Linked DNA regions of Hordeum vulgare: region 2 is linked to region 1. The links are chromatin contacts, called in public Hi-C maps. All regions are on one chromosome and are shown on one strand. The core of a region is the stretch at or near the end of the contact, and the rest is flanking DNA. Distances in the headings are between cores, read along the strand shown. Region 1 holds the start of LOC123407729 (alpha-mannosidase 2). Region 2 holds the start of LOC123412761 (alanine--tRNA ligase, chloroplastic/mitochondrial).

What was found. A called contact is a pair of places that touch in the nucleus more often than the background predicts.
Region 2: a contact with region 1 is called in a Hi-C map of leaf, with 4 times the contacts expected there. The contact joins the promoter of LOC123412761 here to the promoter of LOC123407729 in region 1. A contact is called at or near these places in 3 of 6 Hi-C or Micro-C datasets (leaf and seedling) and 1 of 1 datasets of contacts at active chromatin or transcription factors (embryo).

Annotation. Positions count from the first base shown.
Region 1 is chr7H:104,194,471-104,201,459 of MorexV3_pseudomolecules_assembly, forward strand. It overlaps LOC123407729 (alpha-mannosidase 2), which reads right to left and starts at 2,722. Exons shown (of 4, transcript XM_045100928.1): 1 at 2,023-2,722; 2 at 1,780-1,929; 3 at 885-917; 4 at 1-253. The coding sequence starts at 2,613.
Region 2 is chr7H:104,520,182-104,527,170 of MorexV3_pseudomolecules_assembly, forward strand. It overlaps LOC123412761 (alanine--tRNA ligase, chloroplastic/mitochondrial), which reads left to right and starts at 4,166. Exons shown (of 11, transcript XM_045105696.1): 1 at 4,166-4,690; 2 at 5,613-5,791; 3 at 6,550-6,628. The coding sequence starts at 4,292.

The sequences.
Region 1 (6,989 bases), core at 1,472-3,971:
AGGGCATCATATGAACAAATATGTCAGTCGTTTCTTCGATATCCCAGTTCTGCCTCCACAAATATTCAAGATTCTGTTTGCTCGCAAGCTCCTTTTTCAGCTCATAGTGTGTTCGCTGGATCAACATGTTATGGAAACCCATTCTCCTCAGTAGATAAGCCATGGTAGATGAATAGCCAAATGGGTCAATGGACCAAGAATTCTTAGGAATAACTCCAATGGTATCATTGAGCCACATGTTCCCCTCCATCATCTGAGGTGAAAAAATTAGGAAGATCATAATATTAGATTGCAATAGATAATTGTTCCAACCCATATTATAGTAATAACTAATAACCAGCACTAGCTATTTAGTCTACATCGCAGGTTGGTGAAAGATTAGATCAACTCTCATAAGTTTTGAACATCAGGTTTGAGTGCAAATAACATGTGGTTTGACTCGGACTAGAAATGGCTGATTGACTTGAAAGTTCAAAGAAACAATGTGGTATAACAAAAACTATCATAGCTTAATGCAAATGTAAATAGGGAACAGAAGAAGATTCATTGTCTAATTCCAAACTAATGAATGTATTTTTAATATCTTTTTGTCGCGGTGTATAGCAGTAAGCAAGATCTGAGTACCATCTTTTCGCATGAGCAAAAACAGCATGGTTATAAATAGCATGAGAATGCATCGATAAAAGACTATCCCTACTGAGGTGTTTTCCCAATATGTACAGTCCATGCTTTCCTATATTTTCTGTGCAGCGAGATACACAAGTCGAAAACACACGCTTAATTCATGCATGCGGTACAATTGAAGGTCATAACACGGTATATTTAGCATTAGGAAAATCTGAAACATAATGCAAAATATATAAACATGATTTAAGTATACTTGCCTGCTCTATGATGGCAAAATAGTGGGAGTTTGCCTGCATTTAAGAAATGACAGGATTATAAGTACCTTATATTTAGAAAGAAATAGATTATGTGGCAAAATCAAAGCTCTGATGAGTAAACTTGTCATGTCTGAAGACAGGATTAAACCAACATACAGAATTCAACAACTTCAAGATACAATAAGTAACGGGTCTACAAAATACCAGTAACAGATTATTCATCAAATGCTCCACTTATATAGTACTAAATCTGTCCATTTAGATTATTGTTCTCAAGGGATAACAAACAGACATAGTTCACCATGCTCTACTTAGAAGTTTTATCTTATTAAACAATGACCAACTGACACAAAAGAGCTCGCGGCAAGACGAAAAGTATTGAAGGCAAACATATGTGAATGCTGTTTGTGATCCTTTAGCTATGGTGTTAAATGTTGAATCTCCTCTCCATGTGCCCTCAGAAGTCTTGTGTTATTAAACAATGACTGGCTGACACAAAAAAAAAACTCATAGCAGAACTAAAATATTGAAGGCAAACATATGAAACATGCGATGGGAATGCTGTTTGTGATCCTTTAGCCATGGTGTTAAATGATGAATCTCCTCTCCATGTGCACCAAGAACATGTACTCTTAGACCGACCAGTATATGACATGGATACATCATGTAGATGCAAGCATTCGAGTATAGACAACAGCGATCAAACATAATATGCCCAAAATGATTGGTAAGCATCAAACGAGCAAGTTCAGTGAAATGAATAAAAATACATTCCATACATAGCCTAGCCGCAAATAGCAACATCCATGACAGAAATAAACAATACAAGGAAACAGAAACTTATGTGATATACTCGTAAAACCCTGTATAAACCACAAGAATTTGCTCATGTCACCTCATCGTTCATGACCCAGCCGCCACTGACAATCTCGAGCTGTCCGTCGTGCACGAGCTTGGCAAACTCCTCCTGCTTCTTCCGCGGGGCGTCACGCCACCACCTCTCCAGGTACGACATCTCCTCCCATATGAATTTCCTGCGGGGATCCTGCACGACGGGACAAAAGCAAAATTCGCCGTCAGAAATCAAGCCCAAGGCCCTGACACGGCATCGGGCATGGGCGCGGAGATCTGGACGAACCTTGGAGAGGGATTCGATGATGGTGTCGAGGATGTGGCGCGACTGGCGGTCGTAGTACTCCTCGACGGTGTGGATCCAGCCGGGGTCGTTGTGGGAGTGGGGCGCGACGAAGACCTTGAGCTTCTCGGCGTCCCACTCGTCGCCCTTGTAGGTGACCTCCCACCCCTGCTTCCACGCGCCGCCGTCCACGTCGTCGAACTGGATCCGGTCGTAGAGGTCCTTGGTGGTGATGTCGACGGGCGCCTCGCGGCCGGCCCTGGCGGCGACCGCGGCCGCGGCGGCCTCCGCCGCCACGGAGTCGCGGCGGAAGGCCGGCCTGCGGGTGAGGCGCGCGCGGGGGCGGGCGGGGGACGGCGCGGCGGACCGGGAGGAGGGGAAGCCTAGGCGGAGGAAGGCGAAGAGGAAGAGGAAGAAGAAGAAGGCGGCGGAGAGCTGGAGGACGCGGCGGGAGGAGGAGGCCGCGGCGGGGTGGGGGCCGCGGCGGCGGGTGGAGGCGGGGGGGACCTTGGCGCGGTGGTGGTGCGCCTTCGGCTTGGATGTGGTCGGGAGGAGCGCGCCGGTGCGGCCGCCGCCGCCGGAGAAGAGGTGCATCGCCGCCGGCGGGAAGGTGCTGGTGGTGCGGCGACGGGAGGAAATGGCGAGTGAAGTGACCTCGCGCCCAGGGTCGCGGCGGGGGTCGTCGTTTCGATTGGTTTCCTCCGGCCCGGTGATATTTCTGGCTGGGTGCTCCGTTAGTGCGCATAAGGGCGGTGGGCCCCCCTCGTGGAGTATCGGTCACTGACAGGTGGGCTCTCCGTCTTCGGGTTTGTTGGCTCGGGTGTTTGGTGGCGGATTTTGCAAGTCACGCGAGGAAAGGCGATGGAAGGAAATGTGTTGCGGAGTCGTTCTGTCTTTATTGACTTCATTAAACAAGTAAATTATATGGCCGATGTTTCCAATCAGTCGGATAATTTTAGCGAATAAACCGCCCCTGAGCCGTCCGATGAAACGCTTCCAACCGCAGGATCTGGCAGCATCCATGACAGCATCAACAGCAGCAGTTTCATGGCAGCACCCGCTGCACCGACGACACTCCATTGCAGCGTCGGAGAAGCTTCTACGGCCCATCCGGCGTTTCATTGAAATTCTAACGCGTTTTGTTACAACCTCAACGGCGCTTCGTTGCAGCCCCGACGGCGCTTCGTTGCAACCATGCGTGCCACACTGTAACTTCGGTACCGTTGATGCTTCATCGCAACTTCCACTAGCCCCTTTTGCTTCACGAGCTGCAGCAGCCTACCAGGTAGTCTGCAACACCACATCGTCGGCGATGATCTATCTTATGTAATCACTTTGTGCGGTGTGTTTGTTGGGATCCAATGAATTATGAGTTTATGCTCACATTATTTATAAAATATATTTGAGTCTTTTTTGAATTCTTATATGCTTGACTTTGATAGCTTGGTAATTCTTTCCGATCTATTGATTTGATTTGGCCAACTAGATTGATCTATCTTCACCCGGAGAGATGCGTTGTAGTGGGTTCAATCTTGCGGTGCTCAGTCAAAGTGATAGAAAGGGACATGACATGTATTGTATTCCTGCCACTAAGGGTAGAATGATGGGGTTCAATCATATTAAATGGATTTACTTTGTCTATATCATGCCATTATCCTCCAAACATTATTTTGTTTTTACTTAATACTCTAGATGCATGCTCGATAAAGGCTAATGGGTGGAGTAATAGTTATGTATGCAGACAGGAATCAGTCTACTTGTTTACGGTCGTGGTGCCTCTATGTAATGATCATTCCCATGAATAAATATTGCATAATTATGCGTTTTTTATCAATTGCATAATAGTAATTTGTTTATCCACCGTATGCTTTCTACGAGAAAGAAGCCTTCACCGAAAACTATGGCCCCGAGTATATTCACATAAATATTTACAAAAACTTCAAATACCTTGTTGTTATTATTTACTTTTTATTTATTTTTTATTTATATTTATCAAACTATATATCTATCACTACTTATCGCTTGCAAATAACGAGCTCAAGGGGACTGACAACCCCCTTGCCCGCATTGGGTGCAAGTGTGTGATCTTCTGTGTGTAGGTGCTGAAGACGGGAAATTGTGTGGTTCTCCTATTGGTTCGATAACATTGGTTTTCACTGTAAAAAATACTTATCTTTATTGTGTTGCATCATCCCTCCTCCTCGGGAAAACACAAGGCAGGTATTATGTATCAGGAAGGATTTCTTGTGTCGTTGTCGGGGATTGTCATTAATTTCCTAACAAGTACCTACTCACAAATTATCATTCATTTGTTCTACTTTTTACTCTTGCTTGTTTACTTGTTTGCTTGCTATACTTGCTAGTTTACTTGTTTCCTTGTTATTTTGCTAGTTTCGTCATTATGTCTCACGGTAATACCAAATTGTGTGACTTCTCAAATACTAATAATAATGATTTTATTAGTACTCTTATACCACCCGCCACTAGTGTGGATTTTTATGATATTAATGCTACATTGCTAAATCTTATTATGAAGCAACAATTTTCGGGAAGTCCTAATGAGGATCCCACTTCTCATCTCAACACCTTTGTCGAATTATGTGATATGAAAAATAAAAAGGATATGAATAATGATGCTGTCAAATTAAAAGTATTTGCCTTTTCGCTAAGAGAAAGAGTTAAAGCTTAGTTTTCCATCTTTACCTCGTAATAGTATTGGAACATGGGATACGTGTAAAGATGCTTTCATTGCCAAGTATTTTCCTCCCGCTAAGATTATTTCTCTTTGTAATCAAATTATAAATTTTAAACAACATGAGTGATGACCGACAAGTATAGGGGATCAATCTTAGTCCTTTCGATAAGTAAGAGTGTCAAACCCAACGAGTAGCAGAAGGAAATGATAAACAATTTTTAGCAAGGTATTCTCTGCAAATGTTGTAAGTAATAGTGATAGATAGTTTTGTAACAAGATAATTTACAACAAGTGACAAGTAACAATAGTAGCAAGTGTGCAGCAAGATAGCTCAATCCTTTTTTAGCAAAGGACAAGCCTGAAAGTACTCTTATATGAAGTAAAGCGCTCCCGAGGACACATGAGAATTTTCATCTAGTCATGTTCATCATATTGGCTTTATTCGCGTTTGCTACTTTGATAATTTGGTATGTGGGTGGACCGGTGCTAAGCTATTGTTCTTACTTGAACAAACAACCAACTTATGATTACCCTCTCTCGCAAGCATCCACAACTATGAAAGAAGAATTAAGATAAATCTAACCATAGCATTAAACGTGTGGATCCAAATAAGCTCCGCATGAAGCAACATAAACTAGAGTTTAAGCTTCTGTCACTTTGATAATTTGATACGTGGGTGGACCGGTGCTAAGGTGTTGTTATTACTTGAACAAGTAACCCACTTATGATTACCCCCTCTCGCAAGCATCCGCAACTACGAAAGAAGAATTAAGATAAATCTAACCATAGCATGAAACACGTGGATCCAAATTAGCCCCTTATGAAATAACGCATAAACTAGAGTTTAAGCTTCTATCACTCTAGCAACCCATTATCTACTTATTACTTCACAATGCCTTTCCTTAGGCCCATAATATGGTGAAGTGTCGTGTAGTCAACGTTCACACGACACCGCTAAGAGAAGCAGCAACATACATATCTTCAAAATATTGGACGAATACCAACTTCACATGATTATTTATAACAAGACTTCTCCCATGTCCCCAGAAGCAAAAGTAACTACTCACAAATCATCACCATGTTCAATATCGGAGGTGTAATAATTATGAATAAGGATCTGAACATATTATCTTCCGCCAAGTAAACTAACAAGCATCAAGTACAAGATGTAATCAACACCACTACTAACCCACATGTACCAATCTGAGGTTTTGAGACAAAGATTGAATACAAGAGATGAATTAGGGTTTGAGATGAGATGGTGTTGGTGAAGATGTTGATGAAGATTGGTTCTCCCACGAAGGAGGAAGCATTGGTGATGACGATGGATTCGATTTCCCCCTCCCGGAGGGAAGTTTCCCCGGCAGAATCGCTCTGCCGAAGAGCAAAAGGGCATCTTCCTAGGTTTCCGCCTCGAGACAGTGACGCTTCATCCCGAAAGTATCTTCTTCTTATTTCTAGGTCAAAACCCAACTTATAGCAGAAGAGGGAGGTCGGAGCACCTAGGAGGTGGCCCCTAAGCCATGAGGGTGCGCCCCAAGGGGGTGGCGGCACCCTGTTGGCTTGGCACCAACATGTGGCCCCCTCTGCCATAAATTCATATATATTCCACAAAATTTCGTTGTGAATTTTTAGGTCATTTGGTGTCTAGTGAATTTTTAGCCTTTTTGTTCGTTTTCAAGTCCAGAATTCCAGTTTTCGACAATTTCCCTCTTTGTGATGTACCTTGCAAATTCAGAGAGAAAAAGCATAAGAATTGTATCATAAAGTGGAATGATTGCCAGGAATCGTATAAATAAGAATAAGAAATCATGATGCAAAATGGACGTACCAACTCCTACAAGCATAGACCACGCTTGTCCTCAAGCGAAAGCCGAACTCGATAATAATGACCACATAATTGTTGGGGAACGTTGCATGGGAAACAAAAAAATTCCTACGCACACGAAGACATATCATGGTGATGTTCATCTACGAGAGGGAGATCGGATCCACATACCCTTGTAGATCGCTAAGCGGAAGCGTTAATAAACGAGGTTGATGTAGTGGTACGTCTTCACGATACGTCGCAGGAACTGTCCCACGATCCATCCCACAAACCGTCTCGTGATCCGTCCCGATCAAGTGCCGAAAGAACGGCACCTCCGCGACCCGCGCATGTACAGCTCGGTGACGATTCCTGCCTTCTTGATCCAACAAGAGAGACGAGGAAGCAGATAAGCTCTTTGGCAGCGTGACGACGCGTCGGTGATGGTGATGATCTATTCCTGCGGGG
Region 2 (6,989 bases), core at 2,916-5,415, 330 kb after region 1:
ACATATTCTACAAAGATCTTATCGATTGAACCTCTGTGCCAAGGATTCATATAATCCCGTATACCATTCCCTTTGTCCTTCGGTATGTTACTTTCCCGGGATTTGATCGTCGGTATCCCTATACCTATTTCAATCTCGTTACCGGCAAGTCCCTTTACTCGTTCCGTAATACAAGATCCCGTGACTAACACTTGAGTCACATTGGTTGCAACGCTTATATGTGATGTTGTATTACCGAGTGAGCCCCGAGATACCTCTCCATCACACGGAGTGACAAATCCCAGTCTTGATCCATGCTAACTCAACGGACACCTTCGGAGATACCTGTAGAGCACCTTTATAGTCACCTAGTAATGTTGCGACGTTTGATACACACAAGGTATTCCTCCGGTGTCAGTGAGTTACATGATCTCATGGTCATAGGAATGAATACTTAACACGCAGAAAACAATAGCAACAAAAAGACACGATCACATGCTACATTTATAGTTTGGGTCTTGTCCATCACATCATTCTCCCAATGATGTGATCTAGTCATCAAGTGATAACACTTGCATATGGTCAGAAAACCTTAACCATCCTTGATCAACTGGCTAGTCAACTAGAGGCTTACTAGGGACATTGTTTTTGTCTATATATCCACACATGCATTTATGTTTTCATTCAATACAATTATATCATGGATAATAAACGATTATCTTGAAACAGGAAATATAATAATAACTATTTTATCATTGCCTCTAGGGCATATTTCCAACAGGATGTAGCTACGGGTCAAGCCCTGCCACCCCTGATAACGATCGAATGTCCGTAGACGATATCAAGGGCGACACATGGCCTTGTGACCGGTAAGGCCCCTGAGGCGCGATGCTCAGGAGCCCCTCTTTGACGTTCAAGCGACTCTGCGTCGCCAGGACCCGGTCCCGCACATTTCTAAGCGCCGTTGCGTGTGACCGATTGAACGAATGTAGCTACGGGGTCAAGCCCTGCCACCCCTGATAACGATCGAATGTCCATGGACGATATCAAGGGCGACAGGTGGCCTTGTGACCGGTAAGGCTCCTGGAGCGCCATGTTGTGGAGCCCCCTTGAACGCTCAATCGACTCTGATTTTATCTTGTCGTCCGTGATCCTGAGGGACCGTGGGGCTCCCTAATTCCCGCGTTAGGGCGGTGCGTTGCGGCCGGTTCCCCTGAACGGGGAGGGCGGGCTGCCAACGATGCAAGCAAAGCAGTGTGTCAGGTTGCCAAGTGGATATAATGGAAATTGTAAAGGAAGTGACTTGCAGAAGTATGCCCCAGGTAGTTGGAGTTCCTGCGGTCAGCACACACTCCTCAAGGCAGTAAATCCAAAAATTACCTCGCCGAATAGTTGAAGCCCCCTTGAGCCTCAGGGGCGCCTCACGAGGCCGGGCCCCCGACGCCCACGCCTGCATATTGGTCGTCGCAGATGATCCATGCCGCTAGCATCTCGACACGGTGTTTGACTCGTCCTCCTGAGGCCCGTGAGTTTGGCCTCGCGTAGTCTTTTCGCGGGGAAGGTGGCTGGTGCTGCGCCCCGCAGCTTGAGGGCGCCCCCCGCCCAGGCCCCTTTTGATCCCGGCTCAAGGAGGAGACCCCAATCGTTCTTCACTCCTAAGGTGGGTAGGCGCCCCGGGGGACGCCTGAAGCTCTTCCTCATTAGGAGGATCAAACAGTGTCGCGTACTCTGGCACGTACGGCTCCATGTAGGCGCTCGCCCGTCTCCCGCGGCCGGTCATCAGTGCGACGGTGGCGGTCCCTCTTGGTGGTGGAGGGGGACCCCCCCTGCCGTACTGCTCGGAGATCTTTCTACGACAAGCCTCCGCGCGGAGCCGCTTGTTCCTGTTGCCGCCGTGGGCTGGTCCTGGCGCCGCCCAATGTTGATTCCCTCCTTGGTGTCCCATTGTGTCTCCGTAGTCGTAATTCATCTGTGCCATCGCCTCCGCCCTCTGCTGGCTGCACCGGAGGGAGCGTTCATGTCTATCCGCCTCGGGCTGTCGATGGCCGACCTGGTCTCGGTGATGTGTGCCAGCGTGCACGTCGGTCGTCCCGCCGTTCTCCTTGCGTCCCTGGTGGTTGTCGGCGTGGCACGCTTCAGGGCTAGTCGCTAAGTTTGGAGAAGGTGGAGGGCAGCGCGGAGCGCATCTCTCTCGGCCTCGCCCAGAGCGGGCAGGGCCTCGAAGTTGCAGGCTCGGGGGCCGGCACGCGGTGCGAACCCCCGGCGCCCGGCGGCTGTGGTTCTGAGGATGCACCAGGCTGGATGGCCTTCTGAGCAATGGCGATTAGCTCCATGACGTGGTCCGCCCAGGCGTCGAAGCCCCCTGGTGTGGGTCGTTGGCAGAGCATCTCTCTTGCCATCCGCAACGCTCGTGCGCGCCGAGGTCTCCCAAATTGATGCGGCGCACTGCAGGTGCCCGGGCCGCCGCCCAGCCCCCATGCGCCTGGGTGGCACGGGTGGTCGTCATGCTGGAGAGGATGTTGACGGCCTGGTCCGAGCCGCCTGGTCCCGCGACACCGGTATGCGAGCCTCCAGCCACTGTGACGTGGCGGTCGGAGACCAACTCGACGAGGCTTGGAGAAGCCGGTTGGTCGCTGGCCATCGGTGCATCGGTCTGGGAAGGAGGAAGCTGGAAGCAAGCCTTCACACACCCCCTACCTGGCGCGCCAAATGTCGGATTTCGGGCTCCGCAAAACCCTAAGGATTCGAACACTGGGGCGTGTATGAAGGTCTCTCCCTGCTCCACTTCGCCTAGTCCGCTACTCGATGGAAACGGCAAAAAACTCACTCGAAGGTGAGGTGAACTCAGTACACAGTAGTTTACCCAGTTTCGGGCCGCTGCGAAGCGTAAAACCCTACTCCTGCTTTTGGTGGATTGCCTCTCACGGAGGTTGATGAACGAGGTCGTACAGTGCTCTTGAGCCTCCGGAGGTCAAGTGGCTTGGTGTGTTGCTCTAGGGTTACAATGATCTGATCCCCCATCTCAGGTATCCTACCATCTCTATTTATAGTGGAGGCCAGGGTCCTCTTCCTTATCATAGGCGGGAAGGGATCCCACAACGGTCAGTTTCGGTGGGAGACAAGGGAACATGCTTCCCCTGTCAAAAGTGGTCTTCGGCTGCAAAGCTGCTGCCAGCACCGCAGAGGTGAGCACGGGGATGACGTCCGTCCTGCCGGCGGGCGACCAGGGTCTTGTTGCACCGGAAGGGGAACCTTTAGGAAGTGCCTTTGGAGTCCTGATTCGCTCCCATCTCCTTTGCACTAAAGGGGAACTGTCCTGTCCTCGCAAGGGCCTCAACGGGTCTTGACGTCGCTCTTCCTCGCGAGGCTTGGCCCCTCGCGAGGGCCTTGTTCAAGGTGGTGATGTTCCTTGCCGACCTTGTGTTGATGAAGTGGGCCAGCCCTGGGTCGCAGACATGCAGGCGTGGGTACCCCCGTTCCCAGAACGCCGACACTACTCATTGGAGCCAGCTTTCGTGAGGATGGAACAAACTGAACACCGACAATGAGGATGGAACAGAAGGAGCATACATGATTGTGAGGAATAATGAGGGCAATGTCATCCTCGCATCTTGCCGATTCCTTCATAATTGTTCAAGTGCCCTGGAAGCTGAAACAACGACGTGTGCGGAGGGCATTGCCTTTGTGTTAGAGTGGAGTACATAGCATTTTATCTTCGACACGAACTGCAGTGTCACCATTGATATATTATGCGACCATGACTTGAATCCCGATGACTGCACTTGTCGAGAAATTAAAAAGAATCCAAGCCGATACATCTACTTTTGCATGTATGTAGAAATTAAAATTATGTAGTTCATGTATGTAATGGTAATTCTTGATGAATGAAACACCTTTTTTTTTGAAAAAAAGTGCCCTAATCTTTTACTCCCTCCGTTCCTAAATATAAGTCTTTCTAGAGGTTTCATTAGTAGACTACATGCGGATGTATATAGACATATTTAAAAGTATAGATTCATTTATTTTGTTTCGTATGTAGACATTTAGTGAAATCTCTTAAAAGACTTATATTTAGGAACGGAGGGAGTAGTATATTTTTTTAGAACACCATAATCTGCTTATTTTTTTAGTAGTACGGCCTGTTTTCTTTTCTCGACGCAAAGCTATAATCTGCTGGGTGAAACAGAAAACCGAAGGAGAGATAAGGTTTGGGCCAGCCCAGCCACAGCCTCTCCCTCGCTCCCGAGCTCAGCTCGCCTCCCCTCCGCCTCACCTCGCCGGCGTCGCCCGCTCCTCCCACCCCGCCGCCCTCATGCTCCTCCCAATGCGCCGCCTCGCCTCTCCTCCTTCCCTCCCAGCCGTCTACCCACACATCTGCCCCGCGCGGCGCTCCCTTGGGCTCCGGCGACAACATGGCCGAGGGGCGCCGGCGAGGAGGACGTCAGCGACGCCTGTGGTATGCTGCTCGGGTTCCCTGCCCGTGGCCAGTCAGTCGAGCCAATCGATAATGACCGGAGCGAACCCGGTGACGGCGGCGGGAACGGAGGGATCATCCGAGTGGAGCGGGGACGCGATACGCCGGCGTTTCCTTGATTTCTACGCCGCCCGTGGCCACAAGATACTCCCGAGCTCGTCTCTCGTGCCCGATGACCCCACCGTGTTCCTCACCATAGCTGGGATGCTTCAGTTCAAGCCTATATTTCTTGGCAAGGTGCGTCCGCATTGTTAGAACATCGATTCCTGAAGTTTTAGTGGTTTCTGAGAAATTGGGGAATGTGGCGAACAAGGATAGTCTTCACTTTTCGTTTATATATAGTACTCCACAAACACAGGAATAGAAATCACTTAACAAATTTCATGTCATGGCATATTGAACCCTACATGAACTAAAATCACAAGAATATGTAATACAAGTTGTTTGGTTGCACCACGTGAGAAATGTAGGAATTTCCTTGGAGTATTGGGTGTGTCACATAGTTGTCATAGACACAAAGCAAAATTTCAGTGGAAATTTGTGCTTTGTACTTGCATCCAAAATAGCGGACAGGAAAATTTCTTGTGGTTTCCAGTCCCTCAAATCAAACAAACCTTACATGAAAAATTCCCAAGGAATAGAATTCTCCAAAATTCCTACTAATCAAAGACGCCCTTATGTTTCAGTCCATTAGCACAATTCTTATCGTTATTTGTTTTCCATAACAATAGTGATGTCTAAGTTCAATTCGATTTCTAAGTCGTTTTACTCGTAGTAACAGGTGAGGTTGCAGCAAGCACTAATCACTTATATGTGGCTAACTTACGAGTACAAGAATAAGAAGAGTGATCTACGCATAAACGGACGTGATTTACTAATGATCAAGAAGTGACCCTGAATACCTACTTACGAGTCATTCATAACCCCACCGTGTTCTCTTCCCGAACTCCCTCGAAAAGAGACGGCCACGGTTATTCACGTGGTTGGTGTATTTTAATTGGGTTTACTTCAAATTTTCTATAACCGGATATTATAAAGTTTCCAAGTTGCCACATAACCGGGGAAGGAACTTCATTGTTGTTCCTTATACACACATTATATTGCAGTCTGCACCTGTTTGATTTTACTACATGATGAAGTCCATTTATTGTTACTTTAGGAACCTAGGCGTGTACCATGTGCCACCACCTCCCAGAAATGTATACGGACAAATGACATTGAGAATGTGGGACGCACATCCCGACATCAAACCTTCTTTGAGATGCTTGGGAACTTCAGCTTTGGCGATTACTTCAAGAAGGATGCAATCAAATGGGCATGGGAGCTGACAACCAAGGAGTATGAACAATTCCTTTATTCCGCATGCATCATGATATCCATGATGGTAAACTCTAAGCTGTTTATCTAGAAAAGATTGCCATGTCTCCGCTTGTTATCATAGAGATGTTGTTCACACATTTCAATCCATTATTATGTTGGATGTGATCTTTGTCACTTTGTGCTATCCAAATACATTATTATGTCAAGCTTCAGCTGTTCTTAAAATGCTCTTATATTACCTCAATGATGTTACTTGCATTTTAACCATCATACCAGGCAAAGGAATCCACTTTACTCCACTGGGTTTTTATGGGTAGTTAGCCCCCTGAACCTTTTGGGTCCACTTAACCTCCTGAACTTCTTTTTGGTCTAGTTAACTCCTGGAACTTATAATAATTAGTCACTTCATTGTTCACTCCTTGACATCACATGTGGATGCCAATGCCATCTTCTACCTGATTCGTGCTCAATATGTATTGATTAGTCGGCTAGGCCCACCATGTCGTAGAAAATGATGTCAGCATTCATGTGTTGGAAAAATCACTCCAAAACCAGCCTGGGGGGAGGGCGTGTGAAATAATCTGGTATTAGAATTACAATAATTTAAGAGGGGGGGGGGGTTCAAAATTTGTGTTACTTGAGGAGGAAAGTGGACTTTTCTCTTACTATGTGGAATCTTTAGAACATGCTATGAGGCACCACACAACATCATTCCTGCAATTCCTTTTCATGTTCTTCTAGTGCTAGCATTCATTTTGTTTGTGAAATTTGTTTAGGTATGGATTGCCCCCAGAAAGATTGTGGATTAGTGTATTTGAAGATGACGACGAGGCATTCTCTATTTGGCTCAATGAGGTCAGTTATGTAAAACTGCATATTTCTGCAATTTTGCATACCTTCTCTTTTTATTTGTTACTGCATTGATAAATATATAATACGTTTAACCACATCTCACTGCTAATTCTCATATTAATTTGAACCTGTGCATGGTTAAGAATTCACGAGATATATCTACATACAAAAAACCTTTAAAATCCCCAGAAAAATATGCAAGTTTTCCATAACAACTCAGTTTTAGTAAAAAGAGAGTAGAGATTCTGTTTAATGAATTTGTGATTTTTCACTAGTTATTTGAAATGTCAGACTTGCACGTTTCTTTTGAGAGGTGTAGGGATCGTGTTTGGTATCATGGTACATGACACTTGAAAGATATATT